2 separate regions of the Mus musculus genome follow, and region 2 is linked to region 1. A link is a contact called in public HiChIP or PLAC-seq data. All regions are on one chromosome and are shown on one strand. Each heading gives the region's core, a stretch centred on a gene start, on an enhancer-like site or on the middle of the called end of the contact. The rest is flanking DNA. Distances are from core to core; before and after follow the strand shown.

Region 1 (7,256 bases), core at 138-2,637:
CAGCGTGCGTTCCTAAGCCTTCAGACCACTTCCCAGTCCCCAGATCCTGATTCAGCAAGACTAGGGTGGCAGGCACCCCAGTAATCCCCCCCCCCCCCGTGAAGTCACTCCAGGTTTTATACAAAGCCCTGGCCCATGGGGGAGAAGTTGACTGGTGGTGACCCAGTCCATGGCAAAGCTTCGAGTAACTGAAGTCTTCCCCCCTGTACGCAGAGACAAACCGAGAACGGGAGCATGCAAGCTATTAGCATGAGTAGTAGGCTCAGTTTCCAACAGTCAAAAGAAGGTGTCTTTGAAGAACCGTTATCCAGTAAATAAGGTTTTGTCTTGCTAAATATGCAAAAGGTAGCTCAGGCTTTATAACTAACTCCCTATAACCCCAAACTACTAAGCTTTTGATCTAATATTCTGATATTTTCCCACTGCTCAATGCTGAGACAGGCTGTTCTTTAATGTTCAGGATCAGCCAGTCCTTTCCCCTGCTTTTACGTCCCTTTCATGGTATCTAAGCATGAAAATAATTAAACACTATCAGGATTCGCCTTGGACTCTGTTACCATGTGTCCCTCCTCCAACGTTCGTTTTTCACTTTAGTAATGGGAATTACTCAGGGACCAGAAAAAAAAAAAACTGTATTATTCTCATTTTTAAAACGAAGCAAATAAAAAACTGGGGAGGAGGCAGAAGGGACAGCTGTGTTCCTCGATTTCCCAGTACTCTGCTAAATCACTGACGGTCCCGCTCAGTTCTAAGTTCTCAAGGGCGGTTTTAAGGTTTCAGGGCGAGGACAGGGCACACCTGCCTGCATCCTGTTCCACAACTTACGGGATCTGAGCGAAATCTTTTTTGATTGGAAGAGAGTGATGCTAAGATATCAAACAGTCCAAATAATGATATTAATAAAACACTTAATTTCTTAAAAACTGATGGACGTGCCACATTCCAAAGCCCTGCGCTTCGGGACTTGTCTACTTAATAATAAAGCACGTTTGTCACCAGAGACACACTGTCCAGACAAGATGGCTCAGGGAGACCAAAGACCACGGAGCCTTGTTGCACAGGAGCGCCTGGGGCTGCAGCGCAGGAGAAGCAACCCTGCGTGTGCTCCAGTGTAGGCCCGAGGGAGGAAAGGCGGCGCTGCGACCGGGGGCTGCTGCCCTGCAAGGATCCAACAGCGAGCACCCAGCCTTACCCGGGGTCCTGGTCCCAGCATGCGTCGCGGCTCGGCGACCCGGAAACGCTCGCGCTCCTGCGCCTGCGGGGCGGGCTCGCTCGAGTGTTCCCCACACCCAAGAATGTCACAGACCCCACGCGCCACACATTGGGGAACAGAGGACAAGAAACACTGCCCGGTCCTTACCTGAGGCCTCCGCAACCCGACTGCGCAAGCGCACGGTCTTAGCGCCACGCCCCCAGCTTTAGCCACGCCCCACAGAGGAACCTGACCTAACTAGCTGTGGGAAGCTGGTATCGTTTAGGCAAGGTTATCCTGCCCGCGGTCACACCCAAGTAAAAGAATTCACATTTGAACCCAGGACACCATCTCCAAACTCTGCACATGGATCGTCTCTCCCACTCTAAACCCAAAATGTATCAGAACGGGAACAACCCATCGCCAGAGAGTGGCCAGAAAAGTGGGACCCTAAATTGGGATTTGCCCTTTAGCCAGGTTCCTAGACAATTCCTTTACACATTAAAGGTGAGAAGCGCTGTGCCTAGGTGCTGCCCAATAGTCAAGAAGAGGGCTGACCTAAGGGAAGGAAAGATAGGAGATGGGGCATAGGAATGCCTAAAGAGGGACCACGTGCATGACAAAGCCTGGAATGTCAGACTATATCCACTTTTATTAAAATGCAGTCTGTCCTCAGAGATCCACAGCCAGGGCTGCACGGAGAAACCCTGTCTCAAACAAGCAAACACAGGAAGCTATGAATGCTGCCCAACAAAACGTTCAAGGTAAACATAATGGAAATTGGGGGAGGGGGAGTGGCTTGGCTTGGCTTAGCTTAGCTTGGCTTGGCTTGACTTGGCTCACTGGTACAGCTAACTGTGCAACACTTATGGATCTTGCATCTTCGATTCCCTGTTCCTGTTGGTTCCGACTGTTGATTCGAACATCTGGACATGTCACTGCTGTTGCTAACCTGACTCTACAGAACTGTATCCATGAGGTGTTTGCCAGTGGATCCAACTACCGCTGCCTGCTAACCTGTGAACTGAACTGATTTCCAGACAACACAGAAGGGAGTTGCTCCAAAGAACCTTTCTAAACAGTTCCACTTCCCCCCCCCCCCCCGTATCCTTTCTTTCCCACTACCTCTGGTGAGTGGTGGGTTACAAGGAAGGTTAAAGTGTTTAAAAACCATCATTAAAAATGGAATTTGAGGGCTGGAGAGATGGCTCAGTGGTTAAGAGCACCGACTGCTCTTCTGAAGGTCCTGAGTTCAAATCCCAGCAACCACATGGTGGCTCAAAACCATAATGAGATCTGACGCCCTCTTCTGGTGCATCTGAAGACAGCTACAGTGTACTTACATATAATAATAAATATTTTTTTTTAAATGGGATTTGGAAAAATTAAAGTTACACCAGGGAGTACAAGTGTCAAAAAGATTATAAGGATTCAACAAGGTGCAAGGTGTGGCCTTGTTGAAGGAAGTGTGTCACTGGGGGTGTGATTTGAGGTTTCAAAAGTCCACACCAGACCCAGTCTTTCTCTTTGCCTATGGATCAGACTGTAGAGCTCTCAGCGACTTCTCCAGCTCCACCAAGTAGACAGTAAATTACCTCTGAAACTGTAGGTCAGCTCTCAATTAAGTCCTTTTTCTTTATGAATTGCCTTGGTTGTGGTGTCTCTTAAGAGCAATAACGCAATGACAAAGACATGGCTCAACTAGCCATTTTTATTAGTGGTCTTTTTGACAAATGCAATGTCATCCAAAAATGATGTATTTAGTGTCCTTAGAAGACACAACTAAATCAAGGAACTTATATGGCGCAATAAAATATATGTTAAGCCCATTTTCTTTGTCCACCATCAATATATCTCCTTTGGTTGATACCCCATTAATGGCAGGTAAAAGAGAGAAACACATTTGTAAAACCAATAGAAGAGGATGCAAAAGCCACCCTGTGCTTACATGTAATGGAGTATCATTATACAGCACATCAAGAACATGTATGCACAAAAGCATGACAAATGTATGTTATGAAAATCCTCAAAACCGTGGGTTTCATGGAATGAAGGAATAAATAAGCACCAGTCCCAGGAGTTCTTTTAAAACATTGACACTGACTAAAACTAAATCATTTACTTTTCATAAATAAGATGACAAAGTTAAAACCAAATGATAAACAGATTTTATTACTTGAGACATGTGATCAAGTTGCTTATGGTCTCAAAACTGAATTTACTGCGGAACTTGATGAGGCAAGCTACCATACAGATTTAGCATTCTTACCAGGGATCCCCCTAAGTGAACCATGTGGAGCCAGGATCGCTGCAAAAAGCAAGAGGAATTTATTGTTCCAGTGCACTGGGGTCATCCCAGACCCGAAGGACAGGCAGCAACCACCATCACCAGTTAGGCTGTTTTTATAAGGTTTCCAGGGGCAGAACAGAGCATTAGCAACTCGGCACAATATGATTGGCAGAACAGTGCACCCTTTAAACTGATTAGTCTTTAGGGAATGAGGTGACAAGGACTTCACCTTGTTTGAAAGTGAGCAACAGTCAGTCCTGCGGAATGTGTCCCCACCCACCCACAGGTCCGTTGCTACCCTGTGGTCTAAGAAATGCTAATTAGCTTCTCCCTTGTCTGGGGGGTGGGGGGGCTTGGGGGGGGTGGAGGGGTGTCATAACCTTCCCAAAGTTCCTGAGCTGACCTTTTCACTACAAGAATTTGAGTGGCTAGAGAGATGGCTAGGCAGTATAGAGTACTTGTTTTTCTTGCAGAGGACTTGAGTTCAATTCCCAGCGCCCAAGCAACCCTAGTTCAACAACTCTAGCTCCAGGTGATCCAATGTTCTCTTCTGACCTCCAAAAGCAGCAGGCACACATGTGGTACATGCTCATGCATGCAGCCAAAACATTCAAACACATAGCATAAATTTAAAAATTAATGAATTTAAAGCAGATTTCAAAATTCCCAGAAAAAAAAAATATCTTGGTAAACTTCCAACTCTGTTTTCAGTCAAGTAGATAGGTTGCCTGTCAGTTATAAACAGACTGTATAAAGCTGCAGTCAGCTGTGAACCCCAAGATTTTGTCCTTTACTGGGAGGGGAAAAAAACCCAAACTTTTTCTAGTTGTGGTGTGGCTCAGCACTTAGCACACACCTTTCTTTAATCCCTCTGGCTGGAATACAGACATGCCCTTAGTACACACCCTTAACCCCAAACAATGAAGGAAAACTTAGTTTGTAGAAGGAGGCAGCCATGTTTGAAAGTGATGTCTAACTGAATGGCAGACGAGATGATGAATCTGTTGTATTACTAATAAAGCCTGGTTGTGGAGTTGCTACCCACCTCAATGGTTTATGTTCCCGAATGAAAGACATACATACATACATACGCGCGCGCGCGCACACACACACACGCGCACACACACACACACCCTTTATATTTTAAGATGCCCTATGCAGCACAATAGCTGGGTGACTGCCAACCCTCCGGGTGGCTAGAATCTGCCTTCCGCTGATAATTCTGAGTTACTACTTACTAACATCTTTGTTTCATATTGGCCACTCCCGACCCATTTGTGGTGCACTCTGGGCCCCCGCTTTCTTTGCCAGGAGCCCAGGGTGCTCTCCTTGCTTCTCTACCCCACAGTGGTCTCTGACTCTCCTCTCTCCATACTCTCCTCTTCCTTTCCTCCGGGTCCCAGCTCAGAAATTCCTAAAACCCCACCTCTGTCTGTCCTCCTCAGCTATTGGCTGCTGGCATCTTTATTTACCAATCAGAACCAACTGGGGGCGGAGCCCCAGAAGCTATGTGCAGACCTTCTCCCACAAATAGGTTTAGGGGGTGGGGACATAATTAGCAGTTGTGATAATAGCAGCTTCACGGATCACAGAAAGATTTGACAAAATAGGATATGCCCAACTCTCATGAGAAGAGAGAGAAGAGGTAAGCTATTTAAGAGAGCACAGAGAGAGAGAAAAAAGAGAGAGGAAGGAGGCCGTTAGACTAGGACAGTTGTACAGAGACAAGTTGAAGAGAGAACAAGCTATATACAGGTGAAGACAGAATGAGAAGGAGCCAGAAGATTAGAACAGATTGCCAAGGTTAGTATGAGGCTGCGCAGAGCAATTCAGGAGAAGCTGAGAGAAGCCAGACTGAATCAGTGAGCATGAAGAGGAGTCTGAGCTAAAACAGCTCACGATCAGGAAGAACAAGAAAGAGTATGTGTATTCAGCAGTGTCTTAGTCGGGGTTTCTGTTCCTGCACAAACATCATGACCAAGAAGCAAGGTGGGGAGGAAAGGGTTTATTCATCTTACACGTCCATACTGTTGTTCATCACCAAGGAAATCAGGACTGGAACTCAGGCAGGTCAGGAAGCAGGAGCTGATGCAGAAGCCGTGGAGAGATGTTCTTTACTGGCTTGCTTCCCCTGGCTTGCTCAGCTTGCTTTCTTATAGAACCCAAGACTACCAGCCCAGAGATGGTCCCATCCACAAGGGGCCTTTCTTCCTTGATCACTAATTGAGAAAATGCCTTATAGTTGTATCTCATGGAGGCATTTCCTCAACTGAAGCTCCTTTTTCTGTGATAACTCCAGCTGTGTCAAGTTGACACAAAACTAGCCAGTACAAGCAGTAAGTTTCAGAGGCTAAAACGTTCTCAGCCTAGATAACATTGTACAGAGAGCCTAGAAGTTTCCAGCACTAGGCGTAGGTTTGCAGACAGAGGCAGTAAGCCTCAGAGACAAAAACACCCAGGCGAATAAAAGTTACATTTGCAGTCAGCCATCTAACTTCAGGAAAAATTGCTTGTATTTCTTTCCTAGACCTTGACAGGTCTTGTCTTCTCAGAATCACGTGTATCTCTCACTTCATAGTCACAAAATTCTCTCCTCATTGCTTCTTATAACACCTACTATTTTGAGCAACTCTTCTCAAGACTGAAGCAACTGAGAGTGAAATTGTGGAACATCAACTAAGCACTTTGAGAACTCACTGAGAACTGTAACCACTTTTACCCAATCACATATTGCTGCAGGAGGATCTCAAATGCAGCATCAAATAGTCCACTATCTGACCATTCTGTGTTGTTATTTTATAATAATAATTAATTATAATATATTATATTGTGTATAATTATATTGTAGAATAATTATAATTATAGTAAAGACAGTGGCATTTTATTACTTAGATATGTTCGCGTTCTTTGTTGGTGATCACAAATGGGACCTACTGAATAATTCTTGAGACTCTCTAAACAGGGTGGTACACAATTAGGAGATCATTATATGAGGATATGGAGAGGCGGGGCTCATCTGTGGCAACAGATATCATGAAAATTATATACAGAAATTTGTTTAGCTTACTAGATTTCATTAGTGTTTGTGTGGCCCATAACAATTCTTCTTTGTCCAAAGTGACCCAGAGACGCCATAATTTTGGATGCCCTTGCTCTAAAGAATGGGCCAACTCTTAGTGAACTCTCTAAATGGCAGAGATGAGACACTAAGAGTCCCAAGTTAAGGTGCAATCTTAGAGTATACTAGAAGGTAGTCCATCCCTTGTAAAAGACAGAGAAAAAAAGATGCACTGTGTCCCACAACTTGAGTCTGGATGCAAAAGACAGTCTATGGTCACCTAACCCTAACACTGATAAGATACAAGAAGTGGTAGGATTTTTTCCTGTCCAGTTACATTAAAATATTAGTGCAGCAGAAGGCCTGTGATTGGGCTGGGGAAAGGAAGGCAGAGCAAAGAGTTGCAAGGACAGAGAGGGACTCAGAGGAGGAGAGGAAAAAAGCAAGATGGAGGATGGACAGGAAGAAGATCCTGAACCAGTGTGGATTTAAAAGCCACAGTAGATATGACATCATAACGGTTAGAATAATTGGGATAGCTTGTCTAATCTAGGTGGGCAGCTTGTACCATTATCAATTGGCCCTGAAATTATTGTGTGGGCATCTTGTGAATTGAGAATTTATTGATATATAAATCTGATTTATTAATTATAAGCTTCTAGAGTTTTGTTTCTACCGGTTGCTGGGTGACTGTGGAATGGATGGTCATTCTGTGG
Region 2 (7,050 bases), core at 1,457-3,956, 50 kb before region 1:
TATGTATGTGTGTGATAGCCACTCACTTAGTGAGTACTGCAGATAAATTCCCAGTGGAGGATGAAAACCTACCAGTGACCACTTCTTAAAAAAAAAGAATGATTCTCCCTCCCCCAGCAGTTGTCCACTGTTAGTGACTCCTCATTAAGGGATGAGACCCAAAGATTATCTACTCCACCCATGCCAGGATTTTGTCTGGCTTGATCATGTATAGACCATAGGTAACCACGGCTACTTATATAAGTTCATTCCCTGAAGATGGCATTTCACAGCACCCTCCCCATCTGGCTCTCTCTGCCTCCTGTGTGATGTTGCCTGAGCCCTGGTGGTGATGGCATAAGTATCAGGGTCCCATTTAGGACTGAGCACTGAGTCTTGTTCTCAGCACATTGACCAATTATGTAGCTGTCCACAGACTGCTGTCCATGACCCAAAAAAACAAACAAAAACCCTCTGATGTAGCTCGATTGCAGCGCAAGCCTGGCAGCTCCTGGAGCTAGGGGAACTGCAGAAGTATGGCTCTGGGGCTCTGTATCCAGGAACTGGATGAATAGGGATGGTTGGGGCCTCAGAACCCCTTGCCTGTCTGTGCTTGGGGAGCAGCTCTGTTTATTTTTTGACAACATCCAGAAATTTAGCATAGAAGTAAATTATATAAATCTATGCATGTGAATGAATGATGTACAGCTACTTCTGTGTACCTACATAAATTCGTATGAAAGGACCCCCTAAAACCTAACTTCACTTGGGTAACAGTAAGAAATGGGATATAAGTCAATGTGGGAGTGATACACTTCAGTAGATTCCCTTTTTATATTTTGAAAATTTTAAACCTCATTGTTTAAACTACTCAGAATAGAAGAATGGATGGCAAAGGGAAAGTGCAAGTAGGAATTACTTTTGAGCCACCTTTTCTGACTTCTGTTTTCAATAGAGAAAGAGACATTATTGGAGACTTGACAGTAAATGTCTAACATTGTTTCAAAATGAATCTGGATCAAAGTATTATAAGGTAAGGATTTTGCATTTTATAAAATGTTAAAATATTGTGATACTGATTTTTTTTTGTTTCGTAAAGTTTTGTATGGTTAACTTCATTTTTATGTAAATGTACTTATTATGACTGCCTAATAGAGGTCATCGTTAAGTCCTTGTTGAAGCAACTGCCCTCCACTTCCATTTTACACACACACACACTACACACCAAAAAAAATAAATAAGTTGTCTGGTTTTGGCCTATTACTTGGACTAAACGTTAAATAATAATTTAGGCCAATGTATGGACGAGAAGGAATGCTTAAGCAACTTTATTTATTTTTATTTTATGCATATTGGTGTCCTACCTGCATTTATGTCTGTGTGAGGGTAGCAGATCCTCTGGAACTAGAATTACAGACAGTTGTGAGCTACCATGTGGGTGCTGAGAATTGGGCCTAGGTCCTTTGGAACAGCAGCCAGTGCTCTTGAGTGCTGAGTCACCTCTCCAGCCCCCAGCCATTATTTGTGCTTGCTCAGCTTAAGGGTTATGCTTCCAGAAGTGTGGTCACAGGAGATGCAGCTAATGAGTGGTACCGACAGACGTTAGTCTGCAGGTGTTGGATGTGGAGGCAGACTATCCTGCTAGATGCTTTTCTTCCAACATCGTGAAGACCTGCTATAGCATTTCATTGTGTAGGGTGTGTGTGTGTGTGTGTGTACATGCACTTGCACCTGTGCACACACAGTATCTATGTAGGGGCAGAGGCAGATGCCAGATGTCTCTTTCGTTTGTCCGTCCGTCTGTCCTTTCTTTTTTTCTTCCTTCCTTCCTTCCTTCCTTCCTTCCTTCCTTCCTTCCTTCCTTCCTTCCTTCCTCTTTCTCTCTCTCTCTCTCTCTCTCTCTCTCTCTCTCTCTCTCTCTCTCTCTCTCTCTCTTTCTTTCTTTCTTTCTTTCTTTCTTTCTCTTTTTTGAAGTATAAGGCTTTGTTTTGTTTTTTGTTTTTGTATGTGTGTATGAGTGTTTTGCCTGAATGTATGTGTATGTCTGATGCCCTTAGTTACAAGAATGGGGTATTGGGTCCCCTGGAATTAGTATTACAGGTAGTTGTGAGCTGCCACGTGGATGCTGGGAAACGGACCCAAGTCCTCTGCAAAAGTAGAAAGTGCTCTTAACCACTGAGCCTCTCTCAACCCCCACCCACCCACCCACCCACACACACACACACACCCACACACACACACACACACACACACACACCTTATTTTTTGGAATAAGCTCACTGTTCTGGATAGACTGTCTGGCCAGTGAGCTTTCCCAGATCCATCTGTCCCTGCCTGCTACCCCTTAGCTCTGGGGACCTGACAGGTCCACATGGTTGTAAGCACTTTACACATCTCCCATGCCCCGAGTCTAACACTCCGTGACCTGCCTCTAGCATTACTGAACAGTCAAGTCATTTAAGACAGACATACCATAATACTTGGCTGCCTAATCCATATGCTGTATAGTGTGTTGGACTTAGTGGCATTCATAGAAATGCTTATCTTTGCTTCTAGTGTATTTTAGAAATAAAGATAAGTGTTTATTCATAGTTTTTCAGTGTTCAACTTTTTTACTACAGGAAATTCCACTTTCAGAAATTCTCCGTGTATCTTCACCGCAAGATTTCACCAGCATTTCACAAGGCAGTAACCCACACTGTTTTGAAATCATCACCGATACCGTGGTATACTTTGTTGGTGAGAACAATGGGAGCAGCTCTCATAATCCTGTTCTCGCTGCCACTGGAGTGGGACTAGATGTGGCGCAGAGCTGGGAAAAAGCAATTCGCCAGGCCCTCATGCCTGTCACTCCTCAAGCAAGTGTTTGCACTTCTCCGGGGCAAGGGAAGGACCACAGTAAGTGGAAGCACATTGGTGGCTTCGTTTCATTTTAAACATTTGCAGATACACTTGTGTGGCTGTGCTATTTCATTCTATCTTTAATGCTTAAGTTTTGTCTTTAATTGCCAATACCATTAGTTAATACCTTTATGAAGTTATGCTGAGTATCATTCATATACACATATGTGAGAGAGAGAGAGTATTTGTGTGTGTGTGTGTGTGTGTGTGTGTGTGTGTGTGTGTGTGTGTGTGTGTGTGTGTGTGTGTGTTGGCTCCAGGATATATATATTCACAGCTAGCTACCTTCATCTCCTTACATTTAAACTCTGCATCTCCCAGCCTGCTGTCAGATCTGAGGTGGGTAATTTTTTTGCTGTTCTATAATAGTAGCTACTGTGGAATTGTTAGCGTTGAGTGGATCCAGTCTGTAAGACAAAGAATAGTACCACAGTGCTTAGCAGCTTAGTGTGTATGAATTGCTTTTTGTTTTGGGATTTTTGTGTGTGTGCGTGTGCTGACATAAAGTATCATGTTTACAGTATACTCATAAAATCTGATAGGTCAGAATGATGTTACTTTTAAATGAATTACGACAGAAATTTAAAAATATTGAAGTGGCCATGGTGGTACACGCTTCTAATCTCAACACTGAAGAGGCAGAGGCAGGTAGATCTATAAGTTAGAGGCCAGTCTGGTCTGTGAGTATCAGCCAGGGATATAGTGAGATCCTGACTCAGGAAAAATGGGGTTTGGGGTGGGGGAGAGAATATTAAAGAATACTATTATTCCAACAAAACTTTAAACCCAAATTGAATGAATATTTATTTAATCGTTAAAAAATATTAGAGTCTAATACAGCTTTTACCTTATTGGAATTATATCCATAGAGAATTATAGAGAAACATCATCATTGGACAAATATATTTATATTAAAATAAGTATCAGCCACTTTCCAAATGCAATTTATCTCAGCTTACCTGTATTATTTTATGCAACTGTTTCATGCATTACGTTAGGTCTAAAACTAAAATTCAAGAGAGAAATGATAGACGCTACTTAGGGGAGATGAGTACTTGACTGTTAAGCAGCAGCAGATGCAATGCAGGGACGAAATCAGGAAGGTTTTACTGTAGACACTGAGGTGTGGCTAGGAGAAGCAGGGCTTCATAGTAGAAAACTTGATTTGGAATTTGGCCTGCAGTCAAGGGTAGGATAGGCAGAGGTAAATAAAAGGTAGAAGGGGTAGTGCTGCTTTTGTTGGGGAGACAGGTGTAATCACGAGTGTGAAGGCTGGAGTCATGTGCAGCCTTTGGTACGCCTGAGGAGGGATGGGTGGGTGGATGCATGGCTAACAGGGTTTACGTTCTGGGCAGTTTAGACAGCACTAGCATTTCATCAAAACTAGGAGCCTTTCCCCAGAAACATTAGAGACATACATGCACATTTTATTCTTAACTTCCAAAGGCTTGCTTAAAAGTCTCTAAGGCAGAATCCTAGAGTAAGAGGGGAGATGAGGGAAAATGCACACAGTTGCTGCTCACCATGCTGTGTGATCTTGGGCTCCAGTGTTCTGCATCCAAAGTGGGAGGAATAATAAATACACACAGTGCACTGGGCAGCGTGCCCAAGACTTAACTGATATTCCCATTTTGTCTGAAACTGAGAGAAATTAAAGCTGGATGGATCCAGATAGAGGAGGCCATTGAGAGAAAAGAAAATAATGAAACTAGGAAACAAACCACTAGAAAGGCATTGGCAGGCACAGTCATTTTGCTGGTGTGCTTTTCCTTGATCAGTCTTAAATTTTTAAATTACTTACTGGTGTACTGGTATGCTCCTTTAATTGCAGCACTCCAGGAGGTAGAGGGAAGGTGATGTCTTTGAGTTTGAAGCCAACATGGCCTTCATAGGGAGTTCCAGGACAGCCTAGGTTACATAGTCAAGACTATTCCCTAAAAAAGTAGAAGATTTGGAGCTGGGCAGTGGTGGCACACGCCGTTAATCCCAGCACTTGGGAGACAGAGGCAGGCGGATTTCTGAGTTCGAGGTCTACAGAGTGAGTTCCAGGACAGCCAGGGCTACACAGAGAAACCCTGTCTCAGGGGAAAAAAAAAAAAAAAAAAGATGATTTGAATGACATAAAATATTTTTGAAGTGGCTTAATATTTTTAAATAAGAGTTTCTCGTGTGTGTGTGTGTACACACGTGTACACCTGAGGACAAGACCAGAGGAGAGTATCAGGTCCTTTTCTATTCGCTGCTGATTCCCTGGAGAGCACTGAAATGGACTAGACTTTGGCTAGACTGACTAGGCAGCAAGCTCTCTTAATCCTCCTCTCTCTGCACCGCACAAAGCTGCACAAGGCCAGACTTGGCCTTTTAAAACAGGTGCTGGGGATTAAACTTGGATCCAAATGCTTTTGCATACTAAGCCGTTCCCCAACCTGAATTACTATTTGAAATGAAGAATTTGCTTATATTAGTGCTGTCCTGTGTTTTAGTATGTGCAGTTGTGAAGGAATCATCATGGTTCGTTTCTCTGGGTTGTCTTAATGGCTTTTTGGTCTTGTTTCCATATTTCCCTTTTCTTATTGCTTTCTTTATTTACCACAGTAACTCATCAAAACTTTGTGGGACTATGTCATCTGACTTGAGGCAATCCCCGGGATACATGAGGGTCCATCCCATCTCAGTCCTGTCTCTGCCTTCAAGAGACCGTTGTCAGCCACTTGCTATAGATGTCTTAACTGGGGAAGGACTTGGGAGGATGGGAGTCCAGACGAACTACTACATTGTTTTATTTTTCCTTTTTCGAAGTATAAGGTCATATACTCTGAGGTCTTTTTTTATAAATTCCTTTTACCTACTCTTAATACATAGAAGGCATATTTCATTACCACTGTGTAAATTTATCTAATTTAAACTTTTTAATGAAAGTAATGAATTCTTTTTTTTTTAATGTGCATGGGTGTTTTGCCTCCATATATGTCTGTGTACCACATATGTGAACGATGCCCCCAGAGGCCAGAAAAGGACATCGGATCCCCTGAGACTAGAGTTACAAATGGTTGTGAGCCACCCAATGGATGCTAGAACTCAAACCAGGTCTTCTGAAAGATCGGCCAGTATTCTTAACCACTGAGCCATCTGTCCTGATACATGCTTTTTGTGTTTTAAAACAATATAAGCAGTATAGATACAAATATTACAGTCCTCGCTCCCGAGCCTACATCACTCACTCACCAGAAGTAGCATTTTTAGTTTAATTCAAACACTGCTACACTGGAACTTGCTTTTTCCTCTTTTGTTGAATGCAGGGCCTCATACTTCACACATAGTAGGCAGATGCTCTAATACTGAGCCCTTAGTAGGACATTATGTCACAGATCTATGCTGTTTATTAAATATTTAGAGTATTATTTGTGTGGATGTGTCATATTTTATTTACTCAGTTTCTTGTTGATGGGTTAGTATTGTATATAACATTTTAATGCATATATTATCTATATTGATGTAATTTTAAGTTTGATAAGCTATGGATTTCCAAGAAATAATATTAAGTCATATACTAACTATTTTGTGTTTTTCTTATATTCCATTCTATGTACAGAAGATCTGGCTACCAGTATCTCCGTGTCTAACTGTCAGGTTCAGGAGAATGTCGTAAGTAATAATTACATCCCATGTGCGCAGACCGAATAATTAAAATAAGGGAATTAATGTGAAAATCTTACCAGGATTAAGTTTATATCCCCAAGTGTGGGAACAGGACCAAGGGCAGAAGGTGAGAGGTGATGGAGTCACACGATGAACCCCGAATCCTGGGAGTCAGACTCTGGAGAGCAGCATCAGGGTGCAGAGCTGAGTTTATTGTGCAGCACTGTGCAGTACACATAAGCTTATAGGCAGTGTGTGAGCCAATCCCAAGCCCCTAAATCCTCGGCCAATCATATCTGACCATACTGTCACCATGCTCCAGTGAAAACCCTGCCTGATGAGGTAACTCAGAAGGAGTGGGGGGAGAACCGTCACCTGTTAGAACTTCTATGAAGACAGGGACGTAGCCTAGCCACTGCCCTGGCCTCTGTTCTTTTGGCAAATTTAAATCTAATGCAGTGTTCGGCAGGTCCAGACTCTTCAAGGAGTCGCAGGAACATGTGGGAAACTCAGACATCGCTCCTGCTGAGC

Evidence for each region. HiChIP or PLAC-seq counts read pairs in DNA pulled down with a chosen protein or histone mark.
Region 2: a contact with region 1 is called in an H3K27ac HiChIP or PLAC-seq map of embryonic stem cells, with 8 read pairs. The contact joins the enhancer-like site here to the promoter of Cebpzos in region 1. A contact is called at or near these places in 1 of 39 promoter capture datasets (macrophages), 1 of 15 datasets of contacts at CTCF or cohesin (the NIH/3T3 cell line), 3 of 484 Hi-C or Micro-C datasets (embryonic stem cells, granulocytes and nephron progenitors), 3 of 115 datasets of contacts at active chromatin or transcription factors (all in embryonic stem cells) and 3 of 9 other capture datasets (adipose tissue, liver and pancreatic islet).

What each region holds. Positions count from the first base shown.
Region 1 is chr17:78,910,630-78,917,885 of GRCm38.p6, reverse strand. It overlaps Cebpzos (CCAAT/enhancer binding protein (C/EBP), zeta, opposite strand), which reads right to left and starts at 1,387. Exons shown (of 5, transcript NM_001177403.1): 1 at 1,193-1,387.
Region 2 is chr17:78,962,002-78,969,051 of GRCm38.p6, reverse strand. It overlaps Prkd3 (protein kinase D3), which reads left to right. Exons shown (of 19, transcript NM_001171004.1): 10 at 935-1,012; 11 at 2,601-2,877; 12 at 6,473-6,525. Among named protein-coding and RNA genes, the nearest start is that of Gm41622, 18 kb to the left of the region's middle. Within about 2 kb of position 2,706, at least 20 of the 459 cell types and tissues checked have an H3K27ac peak or open chromatin away from gene starts, as enhancers often do.